Linked DNA regions of Mus musculus: region 2 is linked to region 1. A link is a contact called in public HiChIP or PLAC-seq data. All regions are on one chromosome and are shown on one strand. The core of a region is the stretch at or near the end of the contact, and the rest is flanking DNA. Distances in the headings are between cores, read along the strand shown. Region 1 holds the start of Creg1 (cellular repressor of E1A-stimulated genes 1). Region 2 overlaps Cd247 (CD247 antigen).

Evidence for each region. HiChIP or PLAC-seq counts read pairs in DNA pulled down with a chosen protein or histone mark.
Region 2: a contact with region 1 is called in an H3K4me3 HiChIP or PLAC-seq map of the SCID.adh cell line, with 13 read pairs. The contact joins the enhancer-like site here to the promoter of Creg1 in region 1. A contact is called at or near these places in 3 of 484 Hi-C or Micro-C datasets (muscle stem cells, natural killer cells and nephron progenitors), 2 of 115 datasets of contacts at active chromatin or transcription factors (the SCID.adh cell line and pancreatic cancer cells) and 1 of 9 other capture datasets (adipose tissue).

The regions. Positions count from the first base shown.
Region 1 is chr1:165,761,951-165,766,103 of GRCm38.p6, reverse strand. Creg1 (cellular repressor of E1A-stimulated genes 1) reads right to left here and starts at 2,346. Exons shown (of 4, transcript NM_011804.3): 1 at 1,966-2,346. The coding sequence starts at 2,319.
Region 2 is chr1:165,825,939-165,830,091 of GRCm38.p6, reverse strand. The region is part of intron 1 of Cd247 (CD247 antigen); the gene reads right to left. Among named protein-coding and RNA genes, the nearest start is that of Gm23402, 18 kb to the right of the region's middle. Within about 2 kb of position 1,676, at least 16 of the 459 cell types and tissues checked have an H3K27ac peak or open chromatin away from gene starts, as enhancers often do. A contact at or near this core is called in the SCID.adh cell line, where this site is marked.

The sequences.
Region 1 (4,153 bases), core at 1,097-3,596:
ATAGGAACCAGTTTCGGCTGGTTAATTGGCCGAGTCAGTATCCAGACAAAGGCTGACATTCCCAACGTGTCCACACGTCTTTTCAATAATACCATCCCAGAAACCCGAGAGCCTGGGGAGGCTCCTCGAATCTGCCTCTCTTCTACCAGGAAATACTTCACTGGAGGCCTACCTGTTGGCCATCAGCTAGGTGGTCACGGGTGAGCCCCCATCTCTAAGCCTCAGTGCTCCCCATTTCGGCAGTGTGGATAATGACACCCCAGATACCTCACAGATAGTAATAAGATCATGGGTCGGGGCGAGGCTCAGTCTGTCCCCTTCCTATTAGGATCACCAGTGAGGGTTTGAGGGAGTAGGGGGCATTGTTCTAGAATAAAGTGGCTTGGTAGTGCATTTTAAAACTTCTCTGCAAGTGCTACGCAGGTCACTTGAGTGCCACCTCTGGGGTAGAGAGAACGGGTGAATAGCAGATTCTAGAGAAGTGAAACGGGCTGGTTAAAAAAAGGGGCGAGTTGGGGTCAATATATCTGGCTGGGAGGGACAGCGGCTTCTATTACTTTTGTCTCTCAGAAAAATATAGCCCCACCCCCACTCCCAGTGCTGCTAGGTCTTTAACCTTTTCAAGAAGAGTTAGAAACTTAAAGAGCAAATCAATAGACTTTGTTCTCTAAAATTTTATCCTGCGTGTGTGTGCGCACGCGTGCAGAGTGCAGGTGCACCACAGGTGCATTGGGTATTAATGAGTGTATGGTGTGGCCAGAGGTCAGTTTTGGAGGTCACTCCTCAGAAGCTGGAGCCATCCAACTGGCTTTTTGAGCCAGGCTCTCTCTCCCTGCGGTCTGAAGCTCACTGACTCCGCTTGGCTGGCAGGCCAGGGAGCTAGCCACCTGGCCAGTGCAAGATCACACGTGTGTGCAAGTGTGTGCAAGCCGTTGAGCCAGTGTAGGATCACATGTGCGTGCAAGCTGTCAAGATGGGTACTGAGGACCAAATACAGGTCCTCGCGCCTACATGGCAAGTATTTTACCAACTGGGCTATTTCCCTAGCCCCTAGGATTGCAGTTTTAAAAGGCAGTAGCTAATTTAAATTTGTTTAGAACAATACAGAACTCTGTGGAGGCTGAAGAAAACGGGTCTCTTCTATTCTAGCACATGGGTCCCAGTCCTGTGGCCTGTGCTTTGAAGACAAGTGGGTCTGAGGTGAACTAGGGTTGGCCCCCTGGCTTTGCGCAAATTACTTAACCTCATGTCTTCATCTGTAAACCCGGAATAGCCATGCCTGTTTCTAAGAGTTACTACAAGAGACAATGAATGAAAACAGGTGGAACCGAAAAGCCCTAGGCACATACCATGGCAAGGGCTTGGTTAAAGCGTCGGCGTCTCTTGGCTCACTGTTTACCACGACACCAAGCTTTCTCAGTTTTGCCACAGACCCTCCACCGAGTCAGGCTTCATTTCTGGGCTCCTGTGTGGCCTTTCCCTCCCAGGCTGTTTCCACCTGAGCTGTAAGCAGAGCCAGGTCCGCAGTCAACTATAATGCTGTGTAGTAGTTTCCCACTGCTGATAGGTAAAGGTAGGGAAGAGAATCTCCGAAGTCACATAAGCCAAACGCTAAACTATCCAACAATCTGTATGCCTTTAGATCACAAGAGTGCAGTTTATGCAGAGACAGCGCCTAAAGAGGACGCCTGACTATCTGAAGGGTGTGAAGTGCTCCAGGTACTGGCAAAGAATTTACCCCAAGCGCTTAGACCAGTAACAGGGTAAGTAGGAACTTCCTGGTAGTTCCCCAACATCTGGGATGCTACAACCTCCGCCTAGCCAGCGCAGGCCAGAAGAGACAGTCATGTGAGCTGGGTTCAAAAGTCTTATCTCTAAGACCCACGCTCTCCCCAGCGAGCTAAACTGGAGACGCTGGTTTCCTGCTCTGCCGGGTCTGGGAAACCGCGCCGCGCTCCCGCTCACCTGCAGGTCGCTCACGGCTTGCTGCAGTGGACTCAGGTACATGTAGGGCTCGCCCGTGCCTTCTCCCGGAGGACCGTCACTGATTGAGATGATGTCCGCGAAGGGCCAGCCGCGCACCTCCTTTATTGTGGAGATAGTGGCCAGCGAGCCCCAGTCTGAGACGTGAGTCACGAAGCGGGCCACGCGCGGCCCGTCTTCGCGGGGTGGCAGCGGAGGCAATCGCCTGTCCACGTCCCAGTCCCCGTGGTCCCGGCCTCCGCGACCCGAGGCCGGCGACACCAGTAGTGCCACCAGCGCGGGCGCCAGAAGGGCAGCAAGCAGGGAACGCGCGAGCTCAGGAGCACGGGCAGCCATGACGCTGACTGCGGAGTCCCTGCCCACCGACCAAACTCTGCCGGGGTAACTATTGCCTGCCCGTTGTTCCGCCCCTCCGAGAAAGCCAATCAGAGATGAGCAGGCAAGAGGGGGCGTGGCTCCAGTGCAACCCAGTTTCCAGAAGCATATGGTCTGTTCACCGTGTCCTGTGATCTGCTCTGTGAAGAGTGCGAATTTGCCCTAAAGAGATATTTGTTTTGCTTGTTTGATTTACAGACAGATAAATGAGGTCTAGAAGAAATTAAGCAACTTCCTAAGTCACAGTGCTAGAAAAAAGCTGCCTGCATGCACGCACACACCTCCTTTTTAATGTCTTTGAGTATGCTTGCCTGGCATCTAAGAGAACGTGAGTTTTCTGTGTGCTCTTTTCTGTTTACTGACTGTTAGCAAGCAAGCCTATATGTAGTACAGTACAGAAATACCGACATGCAGGAACTTAAAAATTCCTGGCCCAGAAGAGTCTTCAGATAAAGCCACTTTGTTAGTTTTCGGTATCCCACTCAAGACTTTGACCTTGTCCATTTGAGACCTGTCAAGTCATCTAGCTCGGTTAAATTCGTGGTTTCATGCATTTATTCTGGCAGATCCTCCAAGCCCGTGGAGGATTTTCATTCTGCTACCCTAGGGAGTTAGAAAATGTATGCAAACGTGTTTGCGTCGTTTTAAAACTGTGGCCACTGTTAGAATCTTTTAAGCCCCACCCATCCTATAGTCTGAATCAGGCCACACCTCTCTGCAGCTCTCTCTCTTCCTAACAGAGTTATGAAGCAGTCCGTGCTTAGCCGCTACTCTTTTTTCTTTCTTAAAAAAATATTAGGTATTTTCTTCATTTACATTTCAAATGCTATCCCGAAAGTCCCCTGTACCCCCCCCTCCCCTACCCACCCACTCCTACTTCTTGGCCCTGGTGTTCCCCTGTACTGGGGCATATAAAGTTTGCAAGACCAAGGGGCCTTTCTTCCCAATGATGGCCGACTAGGCTATCTTCTGCTACATATGCAGCTAGAGACACGATCTCTGGGGGTACTGGTTAGTTCATGTTGTTGTTCCACCTATAGGGTTGCAGACCCCTTCAGCTCCTTGGCAGCTCCTCTTAGTCTGTGGCACCCAGCTCCCTGTCATGTAGGCCAGGATGAACTAAATCATGGGATGTGAAACTTCCTGACACCTCTAAAATGATATAAAAATCAGGCTTAGCCTCTATTCTAGGGACTGGTGTGAGACTCCTAAAGGAGATTTCTGGAAAGATATTCTGAGGTCTGCCTCTAGCTAGCCCCCCACCCCAATCTGGCCCACTACTCTGTCTTTCTCCTGATCTCTGTCTGTCTCTCTGTCTCTCTCTCTGTCTCTGCCTCTCTCTCTCTCTCTCTCTCTCTCTCTCTCTCTCTCTCCCATTCACGTGTGTTGAGGTTTGGTCTTTTGCTATGTATTGTAATGCTAGGTTCTATATGAGAAAGTCTAGCCCTATTAGTGACTTCTCATGCTTACAAGCTTTTGTTGTACAGACCTTGTTCCTTGATTTACATCTATTGGTTAAATAAAATTGGCTGCAGCCAGTCATTGGAAGGATTAGAGGTAGGTGAGACGGGGAAAGAGGAAGAATGAAAGAGGAGGAGGAGGAGGAAGAAGAAGAGGAGAAAGAAGATGAGGAGGAAGAGGAAGAGCAGGAGGAGGAGTAGAGAAAGAGGAAGAAGAGGAGGAGGAGGTACCATGAGCACATGGTCAGGAGAAACAGCAAGTGTCTGGGGTACACCAATAGAGAGGAAGCCAGGCCTGTAGTTAGAAGAGTAGATTAGGGGTCACCCCCAGTATT
Region 2 (4,153 bases), core at 427-2,926, 65 kb before region 1:
TGACACACCACAGGGCAGTCATGTGACACACCACAGGGCTAATTCTGAAAAATGCATTGTTCAATGATTTCAACCTTAGGGGAATGTCATAGATAAGGTCGCAACAGCATCTCTCGGTAGTATAATTGTATGATTCCAGTGGCATCCGTGTGGTCTGGCATTGTCAAAGATGTCATTAAGGCACTGGCAAGTTAGCTCAGTGGGTAAGAATGCTTGCCACCAAGCCTGAAGACCTGGGTTTGGGACCCAGGACCCTCATGGTAAAAGGACAGAAACCAGTTCCTGCAAGTTGTGCTCTGACTTCCGCATCCATGCCAATGGCACATTCATGTGTGTGAGCAGGCACGTGTGCACATGCGCATGCATACACCTTTAAATGTGATTGTAAAAACATCAGGTTATAGATGTGTGGTACAACATAGGTCACATACAGTATTTATAACATAGGTGTAATTTGTATAAGTGGTTTGAGAGGACGGTTTGCTTACTGGTGCCGGGGATTGAACCCAAGACGAGACGCACACGCTCCCATTGAAGTACCCCAATCCCTATAAACTCTTGAGAAAGACAATTGTTGCATGTCTGTGTGACCCCTTACCCACCATAAGTGCCTGACTCAACAGCCTCATGACCCAGCGACTTGCATGCCTTTAAAAGGATTCACTGTGCCTTGGTTCAGATCTGTGCCACCTGCCCACACATGGGTCCCTCTGCTCTGAGTCTTGGTTTCCCACAGCCCATGCTGTTCTGGTTGAGTCACCTTCCCCAGGTGTATACATACATACATACATACATACATACATACATACACACATACATACATGCATGTGTATATACAGAGGGGTGACCAACATCTGCTCCTTAGGCATCTGATACCACTGGTTTCTCTATCCCTTACACACAGGCATCTCCTCTGCAGTATACCAGAAGATCAATTATAAAGCCTTTCCCTGAACACCTCATTAGCTTTTCTCCTCCCACCTCCGGGTGGTGACCAGATGCCCCAGCACCTCCATTGCCTCCCTTCCCCTTCTGACTCCTCCTTTCTAGGCCTGTCTGTCCACTTCCTCCTGAGAACAGCTACAGCCTGGACTTGGACACTGTTCTGAGAACAAGCATGGTTCTCGCCCATCCTCATGATGACAAGCAAAGTCACCCAGTGGCAACATGTGGGGCTGTTTCCCTTGCGGGTGCGTGTGTGTGTGTGTGTGTGTGTGCTCTGCAAAGTCTAGAATGTTCAAGAATGTTCAAGAAGAAGTTCCTCATATGCTGACTAGACATACACAGTCTTCTTGCAGAATAGGTGACTCTTGACTCGGAGGGGATGCGGATGTGTATGTAGTGTGGTAGAGGGGACCCAGGACTCCCAAGTCTGTGTGGCCTCGCCAGCTGTACCCATTTAATCTGGGCAGTTCCTTTCTATCTCTCTTTCAGCCTGTGCTTATCTCTCAGGATCTCTACCTGCACTGTGCAGCCCACCCTACCCCCGGCTGATTAGACAGAGCTGTAGGAACCGGAGATAGCCTATTGCTCCCTTCCTAAAAGTTTCTTTCTGATTTAGTTTGTGAGATAAACCTGCCTCATTCTAGATAGATGGAGATATAAACACTCACTGCCCTCTCTGTACTGACACCGTGGCTATGGGCAGGGCTCGGGCTGGGGAAGGGGAGCCAGTCTCAAACTAGTGACTGCCTGAGCCTTTATAGTTAGATTCTAATCTCCTTTCCCTCCACCCACCCACCGGTACAACCAACGCATCCTGGCACACCTGCTTGGTTGAGGTGGCGTGTGGTGGTAGTGGGGGTGGAGGGTGGCAAAGGAATATTTGCTTGCTATGTGGAGAGAAAAATTCTGCTCCTGGTCACCACACCTAACTGGAGTCTCAAGGATATTTCCAGGTAGCAGGGGCCTAGAAGGAGTAATGAGAGTCCTGCACACAGAGAACCTTTGTGAAGACAACAGCCAGGCCTTGGAGGATTGGCCAAGCCCACACTGGAGTGGGAAATGCTCAACAGGCATGGCATAGCCACATCATGCGAGTGCACAGATGCTCACAAACACTTCTAGAGTTGTGCTAGAACAATGAGAGGGTGATAGGGAGAAGAGGAAAGGGAGACAGCTCAGTCAGCAAAGGCCTTGTACTGCAAGCATGAGGGACTGGGCTCAATCTCCAAGACCCACATATAAAAGCCTGGCCTGGTGGCACATACCCTTAATCCTGTCTCTGCGGTGGTGGAGTCAGGTGGATCCCTGGGCCTTGCTGGTTAGTCAGCCAGTGTATTTCATTAGTTCCAGGCCAGTAAGAGGCTCAGAAAGGACAGGTGGATGCTAACTGGAGGATACTTAAGGTTGTCATTTGGCCTTCACACTTACAAGCATGCACATATGTCCCCATAGGTGGACCCCTCCAGCACACATGTACAATTTGGAATTTTTCAGTAGCCAATGTTGGAACAACTCACACATCAATAAGATGAGGAACTGTGTGTAGTATATTAAGTGATGTAGGTATATTTAAGTCCACACATTCATCATGACCCTGAAACTTCACCTCTGAGGGTGATGGGGAACATTTTTGTTTGCTTGCTTAAGATTTCCCTGTCAACCATCACTCAAATTGTAAAACTATTAAACAAATGCACAAGGACAACAATACAATTGTTGTACAATATAATTATACAACACTATAATTGTACAAGTACAGTTACAGCCACCGCTGAGTATCAAGAATGAGCGGTGGATGACTACTCTTGTCCACACTCACACAACAGAGCCCTCTGCCCAGCATTAGTTTTGAATCCATTTTATATAAGCAAGTCATTGTAGATAAAGGAAAGGAATCTAGCGTTTACCCTGAGCATGTATCAGGGCAGCCAAACAGGTAAGGAGGGAACATTTCTACCCCCAAATGAAAACATAGCTTATTCCTAATGAGATAGCCCCTCTATGCAATGGTTGTCATTGGCTCTTATCATCACAAGAAAACACGTGTGATGTGCCGTAAGCCTCAGGAGAAGAGTACCACTTTCTAGCATCCTTGCTCCAGCAGCAAACCTGAGTCGTTTCAAGACTCCATGTGTATGTGCAAGGGGGAAAGAAGGAATGAGTTAAATAACAGCTCAGGTGTGCACCCAGTGAAATGCAGACTGTGGGAAACTCTGTGGGATTAACAACTTGGCTTCCTCCATGAATACAGCTCAACAAAGGGGAAGCCAAGTGGGTGAGTGGTGCAGGAAGGAGCCTAGATATTCAAGAGTCAAAGAAAAATATATGTCAGCTGGGCCAAACGAATGGTAAGGTAAGAAGAGACAAGAATAAGATGGTTGGAAAAATCATCTGACCATCAAGTAGACATTTGATGATCTGAAGAAACTATTGTAAATTCTGTATGTGGGACAATGGTGTTGTGGCATGCTTTTTTGTTTTTGTTTTTGTTTTTAGAGACAGAGTTTCTCTGTATAGCCCTGGCTATCCTGGAACCCACTCTGTAGACCAGGCTGGCCTCAAACTCAGAAATCCAGCTGCCTCTGCCTCCCAAGTGCTGGGATTAAAGGTGTGCACCACCACTGCCCGGCTGTAGCATGCTTTTTAAAAAGAAACTTTGCTAGATGTGTGGCATATGACTGTAATCCCAGCACTCAGGAGTCTGAGGCAGGAGGCTAGCCTGGGCTACCTAGCAAGAGCCTATCTCAAAAAGCAAAAACAAAACAAAACTTGTTATTGTAACAGGTGTTTTGAATCTTCTTGCTAAAAAAAGCACCAACTCCTCCCTTGGGCCTGCAGGGCAACAAAAAGCAGGATGAGCTGTGAGATCTCCATCTTCACTTTTTATCTGTCCTTCACTTAGGGCCTGATTCCTGACTAACTTCTGCACACAGGCATGCTAATTGTTTAAGGAATATCTCCCAAAGATCAGTGATACCTGTCTAGCTATCCCTGCTTGGGGCTGAAGACACAAATGCAACAGTAACAGAGGCATCCTCCTGTCAGCTTTTATAACTCGCTCCAGACCCCTAAAAGCATCCGAGAGTCTCCAGCCATTGTCCTAAGCCTTCACTCACCTTGGATTTCAGGAACAGAGAAGCCCCACAGACTGGTCACCCCAGAATGAGGTCAGGACTAAGCAGGAGCAATGGCACTTGGCTTGTTCCCT